Regions from separate parts of the Mus musculus genome. Here region 2 is linked to region 1. A link is a contact called in public Hi-C data. All regions are on one chromosome and are shown on one strand. Each heading gives the region's core, a stretch centred on a gene start, on an enhancer-like site or on the middle of the called end of the contact. The rest is flanking DNA. Distances are from core to core; before and after follow the strand shown. Region 1 has its middle 66 kb from the start of Gm29686. Region 2 has its middle 13 kb from the start of Gm29686.

Region 1 (5,411 bases), core at 1,388-3,887:
CAGCAAATTCATTCAATTTTCCACCTAAGACTGAGCCATTGTTGCATTAGGAGAAAGTTTAAATGGCTTTCATATTTGATTTGTCTTTCTATCACAAAGTTCTTAAGTTTTCCTAGCTTTTGCATGAAGGCTTGAAATTAAGTCTTGAGTAGTTCTATTAGAGTAAAAATATAATTGAAGCAGAATGACTCATTTTCTTGAGAAGTTTGCATGTATTTTTGGGTGTTTTCAACAACCCTTAAAATTTCTCTCTTAAAGCCAATGCTTAAATCTACATGAAAAACATTTTTAACAAATCCAAACTTTATAATGACATACTATATATTCATACACTCACATGTATAACTACACCTTTATTTTAAGGTATTTTACAACTAGATACTCTTGATACATGAATTTCTGTTCATTGGAGCATATTTATGGAACTAGTTAAAGGTAATTTCTGATATATAGTTAAGGTATTATAATACTTATCTTAATTTAAAAATTGTAATCATACTTTTGTAAAATATAGTTAACATATCATTTATATATTGTTTAAACATCAAGTCCACTTCAGACATAAATCACAATATGATTTTATACAAAATATAACAAATAAATTAATTAATGAGTATTAAAAAACAGAGATGTACTCTTTAAAGGGATAAAATTTTCCAAGGAGATCTGAGTGAGCACAATCTATTTAAAACATTTCTTTACCATGATGTGGCATTATCCATTATTATATACTTAAATTTCAACATTAAATTCATCATAGGTAAATCACTATCTAATGCATATTCTAATAATTTTCAAAGTCTCATGGAAGCTTAATAAATAAAAATAAGCGGTGTCTATTCAAAGCATGTAATTTGACATATGTGTGTGAATGAATCTAGAACAGCTGTGACAATGAGGATATCCATCATCCTCAAAGGCTTCCTGAAGTCCCTTTATAGTCCCTCCCTCCCACAGCAATATATTTCGTCCTCAGGCAACCTCGGATTGCTCCAATGTTTATTAACATTAAATGTAAATGAAATCAGGTGGCATCCCTTTTCTGTGGGGCTACATTCAATCACTAAACTGCTTTAAGATTCAAACACACTGTCATTTGGCCATTGTCTATACTGTTGGTATATGGTAAAGCTACACACACACACACACCACCACCACCACACTCTCATGAGGGTGTGTGTGTGCGTGCATCCTGTTATGATCAAATGCTCTGAAAAAAGTAACTTAAGAAGAAAGTGTTTATTTTATCTCACAGTTACAAGCTACAGTCCATTAGAGTAGGGAAGTAAAGGCAGCAGGAACTTTAAAAGCAGCTGGTCATGTTGCATCCTAACTCAGGAAAGAGAACCTGCTGAATGGGCTCAGCATAATTTCTTCCTTTTAATCAGCTTTGGACCGCAGCCTATGGAATGGTATCACCCACAGTGGGTATTCCCATCTTAATTAATCTAAAAAAGGTAACATTTCAGAAGTACATACAATTAATGATTCTAGATTCTGTCAAGTTTACAATCAATATAAGCATCACAAAATATAGATTCCTCTCTTTATATAAATACCTCTTTGTTACCTATTCACTTACTACCTGATAATGAATACTTCTTTCTACTTTGGCGGCATTTCTGACCATTGTTTTATAGAACATGCAGTTTTATGTCTTTGGGGAAATAACCAGAAGTATAGAGACTAAATCATTTGTATCTATATATCTACCACATACAACTTATCCATCATTTCTGCTCTTTGGGTGGCTTTAATGCTCTTTGCATTAAACAGGCCCCCATTTTGACACTAGTCATCAACTGACATTTAGATTCCAAGATGATAGGAAAACATGCGACTTGTGGATTGATCCAAGAAAATCAGATTGGCTAAATTTTCCTTTTAAAGGCAAGAGTAGTGATGTCTAAACTTGCTGTGGTGGTTTGAAAAACTATGGCTTCCACAGGCTCATATTTGAATGCTTACTAGCTGGGAGTAGAACTCTTTGGTAGGGGCAGGCTTTAAGGCTACAAAAACTCGTGACTGGCGCTGTCTGTCTGTGTGTGTTTCTGTCTGTCCCTCCCTCCCTCCCTCCCTCCCTCCCTCCCTCCCTCCCTCCCTCCCTCCCTCCCTCCCTCCCTCCTTCCCTCTTTCAGCCTGCAGATCAGGATATAGCTCTTAATAACTTTCCCAATGCCATGTGTGATACCATGTTCCTTGCCATGATGAAAATGAACCAAGCCTCTTAAATTGTAAGCTAGTCCCTGTTAAATGCTTTCCTTTAAGAGGAGAGGCCCATTGGACTTGCAAACTTTATATGCTCCAGTACAGGGGAATGCCAGGGCCAAAAAGGAGGAGGGGGTGGGTAGGGGAGTGGGGGGGTGGGTATGGGGGACTTTTGGGATAGCATTGGAAATGTAAACGAGGAAAATACCTAATAAAAAATTTTTAAAAATTAAAAAAAAAAGGAGTTGCCTTGGTCAGCAATAGAACAATGACTAAGACAGGGGCTAAGCTCTACTATTTTTTTAAGTTTAAAACTAAGTTGCAAGTGTTTGTCCTACTTTAGATCCCCACTGGCCGCATATAGCATCCCATTTTGCCTACTTCCTTTCTACGACGTGCACCATTCCAATGTGTTGTTATCTCCTTCTGGTTTTGATTTTATTTCCCTAATGACTGATGGTGTTGAGCAACTTTTCATGTGCTTATCTGTCATCCCTTCTGCATTTTGCTGAAAGGGCTCTTTCCCTATTCCTTTTAAGGAAGCTCAGTTTTTATTGCTGAGTTCTGGATGCAATTGTTTTATGAGATATGTGGTTTACCAATAGATTCTACCAGTCCTTGGTTTGCGGTTTTCTCTTCTAATTCAGATTTCAAAAATAAAATCTAAGTGTTCCACATGTTGATGAAGTCACACTTTTTTCTTTTCATTTTATGGGTTGAGCAGCTTCTGGTAATATGCTTAATAAACTGCCTGAAATCAGAAAGATTTTCTTTTGTATTTTGGTTTAGACCGTTTGTAACCTTAGGCCTCACATTTAGATCTTTGAAAAACTAGAGTTAATTTTTGGGTATCAGTTATTAGAAATGAGGATTAAACTGATGGTGATGTTTTGGTATGTGGATATCAGCTTCTAGTATCATTGGAAGAAAATAATTTCCCATCAGCTTGCCTTTGGGACTGTCTGCCGCAGGTTAGTGGTCCATACATATGTGCATGTTCTTGATTCCAGTGCCCAACTCTGTGTACTTTTAAGTTAGTGACATTGTGTCTAGATTATTGTAGTGTTTACGTAAGTGGAGGCAATTTTGCTACTTTCTAATTCAATTCCATTATAATCATAGAGAGTATTTGTGCATCTGGAGACAATTTACTTTTGCTGAAATGTTACGGCCATGTTGCTGTCAGTTTTGTATTATAAAATACTGAAATTACTTCTTTATTATACTCTCCTGGCACCTCCAAATACAGGGAAATTAAAATTTTTTCTATTGTTTTCATTAATTTGTAAACAGTAGATTTACAGTCTATGCACATTCTTATTTCTGATGTATTAAAAACACATTGATGTCATGTGACATATTTTCTAAAAGCTTATTCAACATTATAATATAAGTTATCTAATTTTTTTCTCATTTCTTAAATGATGACTGCCAGCTTTCTCTTTTGGAAGGTGTTTTCTGCATTTCATGGTTCTTTCCAGTGCTTCTTGATCTTTCAGAAACATAATTAATATGTGTATAACCCAGTTAATAATCTCTTCTGTTCTATAGCAGATAGCTATATGTGGAAATTTAATTAGAATTTCAGTGCAGGTGATTGAATGCCTGGCTCCACCCATGCTAGGCAAATATTTAACCACTTCAGATTTTTTGAACTTTAAAAGAAAATAAAATCTCAAGATAGAATCTTGCTAGTTTGCCCAGGCTGACCTTGACCTTTCAATCTTACTGTGTCTTAAGCAGTTTGGGTTTTACAGGCCTGCACCTTCAGGCCTAGGTTTTATATGGAAAATGTAACAAGGCTTTATTGTTTTATTTGTTTTAATTTTTTTTCTTCACAGATCTCTTGCTGTGCTGTCTCCAAACCTTACCAAGTTCAGTATCATTTTATTTCTTCCTGCAGAGGACATTAAAGAACTACCTTTTTGGATGTCTAGTGGTTTCCTTCTTTCAGAGCAGGATTATATTTCAAGGAAGATAAATTTATAGTTCCCTCTTTGTCTGAATTAGTTGTAATATCAGGAGTCTGACCTCCTAAGAAATTCACAAATCCAAAATAGCGCTGACCTAAAGGAGATCTTTAAAGGAAAAAAAAAATCTGTAAACACGGGGAGAGGTTTGAAAAAAGAAAAATAAAGGCCAACCATGTCCAGGTCTTCTTTTATATACCTGGTCCATGGTATTTAAAATAAAGTTATAGTATGAATCTAAGATAAGCCCATTATATGTGCATCAGATGTAAAACTCATCTTTTCTAGCTCATAGCTATGAATCCTTTCTTCAATTCTAGTAAAACCACCTCTAACCATCTGTGCATGACTGCCAGTCCTGATGGTGTGTGTGAATATATATTACTTATAAAATCACAGATGAAATCTTGAGTTTAACACTGCATTCACCTTCAGAGGGAGAGTGACTCATGCTTTGATTCCATCACTAAAAGCCAGAGACTTGCTGGAGGCACTGTGACCTGAGAAGAAAAAAAAATTTTTTTTCCAAAAAGACTCATAGGTTATATATGTTTCTACTTTTCTAGTGTTTTCATTTCATGCATTAGACATATTTTCCTATGGAGTTTGAACTTTGCAATCACCAAAACATTTTAATATATGGCATCATCTTGGTGTTGTTTATATCAAGGTTAATGAAGAGAGATAATCAGTTCTTTCAGTTGTCTCTTCTTAATCTTGTGAGCAGAAAAATCTTTTGGCCATGTGTAGTGTGTGTGTGTGTATGTGTGTGTAAACATACTACATACATACATACATACATACACATTTCTCTCTATATGGAGACATATAGACACATGGATATATATGTATGTATGGTTATACATATTCATATCCATATTTATACATATTCATACATACTTTGGTCTCATAAAACTAAAATTACAAGACAATATTTGGTCATGTTTCTATAGCTTTAGAGACTTACACAAATGACAAAGCTTCATTAGTATGAAAAAATTCAGTAATTTAAGTATTAATATTTCAGTTTCTATATTTTTACAGAGACTACACAGATACTCTTATTTACTAAAGTACTTAATTCTAGATAGGCCTACTCAATTCATAAAATCTATAACATTTTTATTTCCTTTCTCTCTGATAATATATTTAGTTCTTAGCAAAACTATTTCCCTCCTTCCCTTACCCACCCCAGATGAAATCTCACAAAATCCTAAGCTAACTGCAAACACT
Region 2 (5,411 bases), core at 1,207-3,706, 79 kb before region 1:
CACTTGTATTATTTCTTCTGCAGCTGCTTTTATATTTTCTTAAAAAAAAAAAACTACCAAAATATCCTGCCCACCTCATTCCTCTCCACACAAACACAAATAATCTGTTCACTGCCTTGAAATCCATCTCATTTATTACCGTCTACCACAAGGCCGTATATAGCCAAGTTTATTTAAGGTTTACTCACTGTTGCGTGTCAGACTCACTTCTACTATAACTGTATTTTTGGATAAACTACTCTGTGATTATGCCACATTTATATCACTCTTTTTATTCATGTGTCATCCACTGTCCTTTCTCCTTCATTTCCAACTTCATACATTTTACTTTCAAATATTTATGGAACACTTTTACATGCCAGGCAATATACTGTAGGCACTGAACTACAGCACTTTATACATGTGGTGTGTGTGTGTGTGTGTGTGTGTGTGTGTGTGTGTGTGTGTGTGTGTGTGTGTGAACATGCAGATGCATGCAAGTGTGCTTGGACATATGCATCTGGATACCTGAATACTGGGGTCAACCTGAGTGTTGCTCTTCTGAAGTTGCCTATGATTTTTGTTCGGATGATTTTTGTTTTGTTTTGGTGATAGTGTCTCACACTAAGACTGGTGTACACATATTAGGCTAGGCTGACTCTTTAGTCAGCATCAAGGATTCTCTTGACTGTGCCTTCCCAGTGCCTCAGGGATTACAAAGTACAGTACCACACCCAGCCTTTCATGTGGGTGCTGGACTCATATGTGCAAGGCAAGCACTTTAATAATTGATCTATCTTCCTAGTTTCAATATAGTCCTTAATAGATAGTTACAATATTGTGATATAATTGATTACTGCTCTCAATCAAAGATAAAATGACAAGGAAGAGGAGAGACTGCCTCTCTTGTCTTAGGTATTCAAAATACCATTCTTTGGACTTGGGGTGTAATTTAATAGAAAAATTTGTGCACATATGTACAAAGGTATGGTCATGACTTTCATATTCAGCATGCTACTCTGCACTTCCCAAAATAAGAATTTCTTGAAAACATAATTAGCTTTGTGTTTCTACAATGAAATACTAAAGGCAGTTAACATATAGAAAGAAGGATATTTCTTTAGCTCGTTGTTAGAAGTTTAAGTTTCTGAGTTTTATATAGGCTCGGTTCTAGAGAAGCAATCTTTTTCAGCTTTATCACAGTGTAGCAGAAGCCAGGTGAAAAAGAGCTTATATATTTTAGGAACACCTACTAGAAAGTGAGAGGTGTAGGAAGGTGGAAGGGGCACGCCAAGCTGTCAATCACAGTGGAGCTGGGGAACATTTTCACTTTCATCCCGATCATCTCATGGCCCTGATGCTGTTTGCCCAATATATGACGGTAAAGCCAGAAAAGAAATATTTATTTGGTTTAAGGAAAGATTCTCAAGCATGGTTTTGGGAACTCAGAGGTTTGTAAATGAATCATTTTGAAAAGCTAGACAATTAAAGTTTTAAGAGAAGAATAAATAAGCTGTTGGAAAAGGCTAATCTTGAAAGTGGAGCTGATTGAAAGCCAATATTCATCTATGGATAGTGCCCCCAGAAGACTGCCCTATGTACAGATGACTGAGTGTATAATGCCTAATAATCACACTGACTTCTGGGAACAGAAGAGGCTCATTGATATCAGGAGAGTCAGTCAGGCTGGCTAGTGTAGCAGTAAATTCAGGATGAATCACACCACATGTTGGAGCTTCCTGTGGATAGCAGGACCCTGGACAGGAAGTCCTGAAGGCAGTTATTGCTAAGGAACACACATGTTGGTACTGAATATAGAAAACCTCATTGTGAGATAGAAAGGCATCAGAATTTTGTAAATATACAAGGAAACAAAATCTAACAGTTTGAATTAACATAGGATATGAGAAATCTGTATCAATAGAAGTGTGTAAATTCAGGCTTTAGACACACTAAGTATATTCTTGGGTTGTGAAAACTCTTTTATCCCTAGTGAAAGTATGCTTTCAGATACACTGCACTCATTTACCTACTGGTATTACTTCAAAACCAATTCACTCAGATTTTAGAAACATTTTAGGTCAATGTCTTGGAATGATACCACTCTGAACAAAGAAGGAATATTAAGTAGAAAGTATTATCTAAGAAACACAAAGTACCACACACTCCCACTTGTATTGAATTAGAGTGGTGGGCCATGCATTAGGGCAAGCTTCCTGGGAGGATCTCAAATCTCTATATTAAGCTTGTGACTCTCCTGGGAAGTGACTGAGGGAAGACAAGAGTCTGTACTCTGTTGACATTGGCTTGTGAGCATCATGGTAGGTGTTGACTTTGTGGATTCAATAACATACAAGAGCAGGAACTGAGTAAACCTTAAATCAGTTCTCCCCAAGTTCCATTGTGGTAAATTCTGCTGATGCTTTCCAAATAAGAATCTTGCAGGGACATGAGAAACTCCCACAGTTGGTTCTTAGGAATCCGCTCCCTGACTCAAGAGTTCCAGACTGTTAAGCAATAGGCAGAAGTCTATGAGTGGTAGTTATGACTCGTGTGAGCCATCGGAGGGAGAAACTTCCTCTAGTCCAGACTTCTCTGACTCTTTAAAGTTGCTTCTTATTATTAAGTTTGTAAAGACAAATTATTAAATGAATACATGATTAACATAAAGCATTTTTCAGTGTATGGATTAAGAATAAAACGTAAGAAGTATTCATCTACAATCAAATTAACTTTTCCCACTTCACATAACTGAAAATGTAAATTGAAGTGTGATTTTTAAGAGAAAAACATCATTTGACATAGCATAAGATCTGCTATCTGAGGAAGAAATTGTTCCCTTACACATGATATTCTTTTGTTAGAAGATTTATTTGTTTTCATTTTGTGTGTATAAATGGATGTATACCATACATGCCAGGTGGCCACTGAGGGCAGAAGAGGCCATTCCTGGGGTAATAGAGTTGCTGACAGCTATGAGCTGCCAGTGAGTACTGGGAATTGAACTCAGGACCTCTTCAAGAATAACAAACACTCTTAACCTCTCAGTTAATAAAAAGAACTTCTCTTTTTTGTGATGATGATAATACAGTTACCTCATTCCTCTTTCTTTCCTCCTTCCAAACCCACCAATTTATGGCACCTTTTCTTTCTTTTAAATTTATGATGTCTTTTTCCTTGTTTATACACACACACACACACACACACACACACACACACACACACACACACTCAAATCTGAATATATAAATACAACCTTCTTACTCTGTATGTTACTCATGTATGTTTTTAGGGTTGATGCTCTTCCCTGGGGAAGATTATTTGTCTCACTCTCAGCAACCTCTGGCTCTATGTAGTGCATTCTGTGGCCCTTCTCCCATTCACATTAGCATGTGTATTTGGGCATTCCCTATTCAGAGGGTCATGTTCAGGAAACCATGTTTATAAGATTTAATGGATATAGCTTCTGACATTTCTAGGGACAAAGTCTCTTACCTAACTCTCTGTTCCTCTGCCTCTTACTATCTTTCTGCCCCCTCTTTCATAGTTATCCTTGGACCTTCGGTGCTGGAGTTGTTTCATAGATGTATGCTTTGGGACTGGTCTGTAAAATTCTGCATTTTGACTGGTTGTGGGTTTCCATAATGACCTCTATCTTTTGCGAAGGGGAGGTTTTTGCAATAATGGGTGAAAATTACACTTATCTAAGGGTTTAAGGACAATTATTTATTTGTATTTAGATATTATGGTTTACTAAAATGGAGTGTGTAGGCTCTCCTCCAAAATCTGAGGCTTCTCTAGCCCCACATACTTGGACAGTTTCTAGTACCAAGATTTCCCTTTTGTTCAATGGGCCTTAAGTCCAATTAGAGATCTTTGGATACTGTGAAGGTATACATGTTACGATTGCACCCTTAGGATTATCATGACATGGTGGTCACTGCTGTGATTCATAGGACAGGCATCTATTGGTTACATCCCTCCTTTGGAAGCTTTCACAAGTCTTGTATACCATGAAATCTAGGGAGGAAGGTTTCCAGGGAGATTCTGCTGAGATGTTCTAGGCACTGAGTCTGAAATGCACACTGTCTTTAGCAATAGACTTCCCTTCCATCTCTGGGATGTAATCAATTGCGATAGCATGCGTGTTTTGGAACTCTTTTTGACAACCCTGCTCACCAGATCAAACGAAGGCTTCTTCTCTTCATGGGTAGATTTTTTGATAGATAATTTATGGCTCTTGAGGGAGAGCATCATCACCCTGGATCGAAAATCTTCTTTTAAGATATATATGTATATTTATGCACAGACTTACATAACCTATAGACTGTTTTAGCAAGATAGTTAATACTATGATCACTTATGACTTTGCCAGTCATCCTTCCTGCTATTTTAGTCTCCTCGCTCCTTCTCTAATTACATGATTTTATTTACCTCTTTAGATAATTTTTATCTTAGGATTCTCCCCTAAATTAGTCTCCCTAGGAGCAATCTTGCTTTACTGGTTTCTGCAGTTATTGTAGGTTATTGATTCATATTTGAAGATTTGGAGCTAGGGACCTCAGATGAGAGAGAACACATATTTCTTTCTAAGTTTGAGTTCACTCACTCAATATGACTTTTTTGATTCTCAACCTTTTGCCTGAAAACTTCATGTTGTCATTTTTCTTTACTATGGAGTAGTATTCCATACTGTTTATAGACTACACTTTCATTATCTATTTGTCAATTGAAGGTCTTTCGGTTGTTTCTATTTTCTGGCTATTGTGAATGATGCTTTCGATGTGTGCCAAAGAATGATTTAGCTGGAACATAGGGCAGATTTATTTTTAATTTTTTTGAGGACTCTTCACACTGAGTTTGCAACCTCACCAACAATGATCAAGGGTTTCTTTTCTCCACTCCCTCTCAGGCTTTTGTTGTCAGTTATTTTGTTGATATATGCCATCCTGACTGGAATAAGATGAAATTTCAGTGTTGTTTTAATTTGCATTTCCCTAATTACTAAGGGCAATGAACATTTTTTGAGTTTTTTTTTTTTTTTGCCATTTTAATTTCTTCATTTGATGATTGTCTTAGTTAGGGTTTTACTGCTGTGAACAGACACCATGACCAAGGCAAGTCTTATAAAAACAACATTTATTTGGGGCTGGCTTACAGGTTCAGAGGTTCAGTCCATTATCATCAAGGTGGGAGCATGGCAGTATCCAGGCAGGCATGGCACATGCAGAGCTGAGTTCTACCTCTTTATCCAAAGGCTGCTAGTGGAAGACTGACTTCCAGGCAACTGGGGTGAGAGTCTTAAGCCCACACCCATGGTGACACGCCTACTCCAACCAGGTCATACCTATTCCAACAAGGCCACACCTCCAAATGGTGCCACTCGATGGTCCAAGAATATACAAACCATCACAATAATATTCTATTTAAAT

The links. A called contact is a pair of places that touch in the nucleus more often than the background predicts.
Region 2: a Hi-C map of bone marrow-derived macrophages shows a contact between it and region 1, with 44 read pairs. The contact joins two enhancer-like sites. A contact is called at or near these places in 1 of 15 datasets of contacts at CTCF or cohesin (pro-B cells), 5 of 484 Hi-C or Micro-C datasets (Th1 cells, adipose-derived mesenchymal stem cells, bone marrow-derived macrophages and 2 more) and 1 of 115 datasets of contacts at active chromatin or transcription factors (embryonic stem cells).

What each region holds. Positions count from the first base shown.
Region 1 is chr16:51,918,502-51,923,912 of GRCm38.p6, reverse strand. No RefSeq gene overlaps it. Among named protein-coding and RNA genes, the nearest start is that of Gm29686, 66 kb to the left of the region's middle. Within about 2 kb of position 2,637, at least 9 of the 459 cell types and tissues checked have an H3K27ac peak or open chromatin away from gene starts, as enhancers often do. A contact at or near this core is called in adipose-derived mesenchymal stem cells and bone marrow-derived macrophages, where this site is marked.
Region 2 is chr16:51,997,291-52,002,701 of GRCm38.p6, reverse strand. No RefSeq gene overlaps it. Among named protein-coding and RNA genes, the nearest start is that of Gm29686, 13 kb to the right of the region's middle. Within about 2 kb of position 2,456, at least 39 of the 459 cell types and tissues checked have an H3K27ac peak or open chromatin away from gene starts, as enhancers often do. A contact at or near this core is called in adipose-derived mesenchymal stem cells and bone marrow-derived macrophages, where this site is marked.